2 separate regions of the Triticum aestivum genome follow, and region 1 is linked to region 2. The links are chromatin contacts, called in public Hi-C maps. All regions are on one chromosome and are shown on one strand. The core of a region is the stretch at or near the end of the contact, and the rest is flanking DNA. Distances in the headings are between cores, read along the strand shown.

What was found. A called contact is a pair of places that touch in the nucleus more often than the background predicts.
Region 1: a contact with region 2 is called in a Hi-C map of leaf, with 3 times the contacts expected there. The contact joins the promoter of LOC123096699 here to the promoter of LOC123096693 in region 2. A contact is called at or near these places in 2 of 5 Hi-C or Micro-C datasets (both in leaf).

What each region holds. Positions count from the first base shown.
Region 1 is chr4D:119,461,173-119,463,872 of IWGSC CS RefSeq v2.1, reverse strand. It overlaps LOC123096699 (aquaporin SIP1-1), which reads right to left and starts at 1,295. Exons shown (of 3, transcript XM_044518451.1): 1 at 794-1,295; 2 at 436-708. The coding sequence starts at 1,099.
Region 2 is chr4D:118,814,180-118,816,879 of IWGSC CS RefSeq v2.1, reverse strand. It overlaps LOC123096693 (PRA1 family protein B2), which reads right to left and starts at 1,254. Exons shown (of 1, transcript XM_044518447.1): 1 at 1-1,254. The coding sequence starts at 1,059. The coding sequence ends at 376.

The DNA of each region.
Region 1 (2,700 bases), core at 46-2,545, 650 kb before region 2:
AACCCCCATCCAGTTATTTATGGCTCGGTAATGTACAGATTACTAGATTAGATTACAGTTATCTACAAAGCATCCAAGTTGGTTAACTGGAAGGGCCTAGTGTTTGCATGATCGTGTTCCTAATAAGCAGAATAATCATGCGTTCAGAACTACTCCCTCTGTACTGTAATATTTGTGGCTGGAGCAGCTGAACTTCAGCTACTCCAGCAACAAGTATTACGGTACAGAGGGAGTATATAGGATTTGACATGCCAAAATGGAGACATTTGCATCACTAAACCAGTCAGTAGTCCGTCAATATATTAAAAAAACAATAAATCGGCTGGGGCATTCGAACTGAGCTCAGTTCAGTATCCGGGGTTGCAGTTCCATGGATAAAATTGGCAGTCAAATGAAAGGAAAGAAAAAAGGAGCAACTGAGTGAGCGTAGCATACATTGGCAGGGTTCATGGAGGGGCCGGTGTATGCGGCGCCGGTGAGGACGAGGCTGACGGTGGAGACGGAGAGCATGGCTGTCTTGACGATGGGGTTGCGGGGTCCCTTGACGATGATGCAGAGGACGGCAAAGGTGATGGCGAAGGTGAGCACCCCTTCAGCGACGGCGCCGGTGTGGGGATCCACCTTGAGCGAGGGTCCGCCGAGCATGTGCTTGTACTGCTCCGGCATCAGCTCGGAGATGGCCAGAGCTCCGCCCACGGCTCCGGCGGCCTAGCAAGACAGATTCAGATTCGCGGTGCTGATTGGTCTGATTTAGTTTGGCGAGGGAAGAAGAAGTGTGAAATCAGTGACAGACCTGCGCTGGTAGGCGGAGCGCGATGGAGAAGAGCGAGGGGCTGGTGAGGCCCGCGGCGTAGAAGGCGGCGACGCCGGTGGGGTTGAAGCTGGCGCCGCCGAGGGCGTCGCAGAGGAGGTTGAAGGCGAAGAGGAGGAGGGCGAGGATGGAGACGGTGACGAGGAGGGCGTAGTGGATCCCCTCGTGCAGGCTGAGGTAGGTGGTGACGGCGGCCGTGGAGGCGCCGAGCGTCGAGACGCAGAGCACCCAGAGGAAGGTCACGACGCCGTCCGCCGCCGCCTCCCGCACAGCCGCTCCCATCGCCATCCGAGCGCTCCTTCCGTGCTTGCTTCCCTCACTCCGTCGTCGCTGCTGGCAGTGATTGGTGGTGGGTTGGGTGGATGTATGTATGGGTATGGCTTGGCACACAGCACAAGAGAAAGAGAAAGAGAAAAGAAGAGAAGAAGATTGGAGGGAGGGAGCACGCCCTCCGTCCCTCTCGCCTAACAACCCAACGCCAACAGAACCCCGAAGATACTGCTATGTTATTATCCTATTGAAAACTTGGATGCTTGCGAAATTCAGCAAGAGATCTTGACATATCCATTTAGAATCGTGTACCAGACGCTAGGAAACCGGAGTACTCCTGTTTACTTGCGGCTAATAACTTTGCGGTCACCCATGCGCGGTTGGATTACGATCAACTTTGGATGTCTCTATCCTCAAAAGCAAAAAAAAAAAAAAAAAAATGGATGTCTCTGAAGTTCAAAAGATATTTATACCGTACGTACTTTATTAGAACTAGCAAAGGAGCCCAATAGGCCCGCGTGCTTTATTTCAACATCTTATCAGTCTTGTTGATTACACTTCTTCCCACCCTTGTGATGAACATGCATGGTTATAGATGGGTTCTTTCGTCTTCAATTTGTTTTTGTTGAGGAGTTTACTTTTAATTTGGATCGGCACCGGTACGAAAGGAAGACGGTCGTGTGATACCGATTAACATTGCATCCTAAACAACATTTTAAAAATTATTAACATGTGAAACAACATTGATTCTACACAGTTTTCTAATCAATTTTTATATATAACATGTTAAAATTGGAGTTAGATTTAAATATATGAATATTTTGTAAAGCATTTGAATCTGTCACTAAACAACACTTAAAATAATCTGTAACTCGGATGCAAATGATTTACATATGAAAGTTGTTGAGAAAAATATGAAGAATCTGAATATGCCCCACATACCTGTTAGACCCCTCTAACATAATGAACCTGGGAGAACATTTCTAGATGTTCTTCAAATGTTCTTCCTCTTCTTTTAAAAATGTTTAGTGATGCATTAGAGCATATCATCAACACGCATTGCCATGACATGCAAATGTGTTGCATTTGTATGCCCGTTATTTATCTGCCCCCCTCCTCTATTCTTTCAGTAAACTCCAAGATTGCCGCTGCCCTCGAGTACGACTACGTCGATGACGACCCATCCTTCTCAGCAGAGCTTCCAAGCAAGCAAACGCCCCCCTTGATCATTCTGATATCGCCTATTCTTTCTCTCTACTTCTTGCATTAGAGAGTCGGAGTTCAGTTGGTGTCTTATCGGTATATCCTATTATGTTGCATAGCCTATTTTTGATAAACTGTTGTTCATACTTTACTAGTCATCCTATATGCTTACTACAGATATGCTAGAGTCTCATAAGTGGCCCTACACTCTTGTCCATTTGCCATGCTATACTATCGTTTTGTGATCCCTTCGGGCAATGACCACAGATATAAGTCGGGTTGGCTCGGAGAGCACCCGCGAGTGATTCATTCTGGTGGCTGACTGTTAGCAGTATCACCCAGGATGTGGTGGTAGCTCAGGATCTGTCCCGACAGCCAACACGAAACATTCACGGTGGCGGAACGACAGGGCACGC
Region 2 (2,700 bases), core at 5-2,504:
ATTAACCATCATATATTTCATTTCATGCTAAGACGAGGAGCAGCAATTTATTTTGTTCTGTATGCTAGTAACAAGGAGATACATATCATATGAATATCAATACTAATAAGCTCAACTTTGTCATCATACAGCAATATCAAATGCAAAATGAAACAAAACTAGATCCCAAGGTTCCTTTTTATGTGTATATCCTCTGTTTGTAGTATAACTCCAATGCATCCTCTTCTAAATCTCCTCCTCACGCTCCTAAAGGCAACGCGTAGTATGATCTTAAACAAGTAGAAGTATTTCGTTTCTGAAAAAACGAATCAACCAGCCAGACTTTACTTGTCTCTTCCGAGTAGCAGATCAGAGAGCTGAGGACAGGAGGCTGGCTCAGACGCGTCCTCCTCCTCCGGCAGCGCCGTTGATGAAGGAGAGGAGGTTGAGGGTGGCGGCGTTTCCTACGATGCCCTGGTCGGGTACCTCGTCGAGGAAGAGGTCCTCGGGGACGCGGAAGGCCCCGTGCGCGCAGACGACGGCGGCGCCGAGCGCCAGCGCGGAGAAGATGATCCCACCGACAGACGTGAGGAAGACGACAAAGACGGAGGCGGCGATGAGGCCCCCGAGCGTCTCCCTGTCGGAGAAGGTGCGGCCGAAGGCGTTGAGCGGGGCGGCGTCGGCGGGGCGGAGGAGGTAGAGGAAGCACCAGGCAGCGAGGAGCGCGAGGAGGGCGGCGAGGGAGAAGGGGTGCGCGAGGAGGGAGACGGCGAGGGAGAGCGCGACGAGCGCGGCGTAGTTGACGCGGAAGTAGGCGAGGTTCTTGCGGAGGCGGGCGGTGGCGTCGGAGAGGGAGTCCGGGCGCGAGAGCGCGGCGCGGTCCAGGAGCTCGGGCCAGGGGCGGGCGCCCGAGAGGGAGCGCTTGGCGGAGTCGTAGAGGCGGCCCAGGAAGGCGCGCGTGGCGGCCGGGTCCGGGGAGGCGATGGAGGTGGCGGCGGCGTCCGGGGCGGCGGGGAGGACGGTGGCGGGCGCGGCGGCCGGGACGGTGGTGGGGAGGAGGGGCGGCGCTGCCGAGGCCATGGCGGATTCGGGGTGGCGCTCGGCGAGATCTCTTTCTTCCTCCCTTTGCTCTCTCGCGCGCGATTTGGATCTGGGGAAGTGAGGAGGAGGATGCGAATGGAAGTGGAGATGGATGGTTTTCTATTGGAGAATTGGTGGCTGGTTGGTTTCTTAGCACCGACGCACCACCCCACCCCGGGGGATGCGACGGGTCAACGGTTTGGGACGGCTGCACCCATTTTTCCGGTACTTCTTTTTCCCCTTCGCATACACTACCAGTGAAGAAACCGTGTCGGTTTTCCCTCCGGAAAAAAAACCGTGTCGGTGGGATGAACGGAACCCCTTTACGAGCACAAAAACCGCCACCTGGTGCTACTGCAGACAAAGTTAGGTAGGAGTGTTGTAGATGAAGATGCAATGTTGCGATCCAGCCTAGTACTACAAGGAGGAAATGAAACACCTACTACATGGAGATGAAGCAGAGCTTTCTTTGTTAGGCGTGGAAAACATGGCACACCATCGTTGGCTGTGATGCACCCATCCTTCTTCCTTCCCAACTCACAACTACTCCCTCCGCCCGGGTTTATTAGGCCTAAAGACAACTTATCTGAGATCAAGACACATAATAATTTGCTCACATTAATTCTTTCATTTCACTTTCAATGCACTCTTTCACAAGCATGCAGCCAATGAAAAAGCACGCATGAAGTGTATTAATTTTCCGGCCATGGCACCAACAACAATGGCTTTCAATGCAACCAATGAAATGGTTGCATGCATGCACCTTTTCAAAGCGGGGCCTTATAAAAAGGGACATGCTTGTGATGCTGAGAGGCTTAGGGGGTGTTTGGTTCAGGGACTTTTTAGTCCCAGAGACTAGAAAAAGTCCCTAGGAACCAAACGGGAGGGACTTTTTCTACAGGGACTAGAAAAAGACTCTACTAGAGAGTCTTTTTTGATTAGTCCCTGGGACTAGAAAAAGTCCTAAGACTTCTGAACCAAACACCCCCTAAGATAAACCCGGACGAAGGGAGTAGGTACAAGGAAACAGACAACTCACCTGCATTTCTTCGATTCCGAAAAATGAGATAAAGCTTGCAAACATTTTGAAGAACCCACCAGATGTGTCGAATGGGCCTACCAAACCCAAAAATCACGATGAGAACTTTCGTTCTTAAGTTCGAACTTGGTGCTGCCTGCTAATGATGAATGAACCGTGGTCGAGGCAGCTTGACTTGGGAATGGACTGGACAGCTTTGATTCCGGGATAGAAGCAATCCCAGCACTCAGCTTCTTGCTGATACCAGTCTGACGGAAACCAGCTCGCCATAAGCGGCAGCCTCCTGGCTACCTCCAATTGCCAAAGGCACTGAAAAAGTGCAACCGGTATTTCTGTTGAAGCAGTGTAACAAGAATAATCAATTACCAAGAAAGCTTCATAACCGAGCTACAACATGATGGCATGACTTCATACACCATTTTCATAAGTAGCTTTGCTGAAATTACCATCATTCATTCCTTTACGGGTTTCTTCCCGTTGATTCCTATTGAGCCAAGGAAAAATCATGCACACAGCACTCTGCTAGTTATGATGAACATCCCAGAAAAGAGAGAGGGGGATTCTAAACGAAAGAAAAGCAACGAGTGCAGACCTTGCTCAGT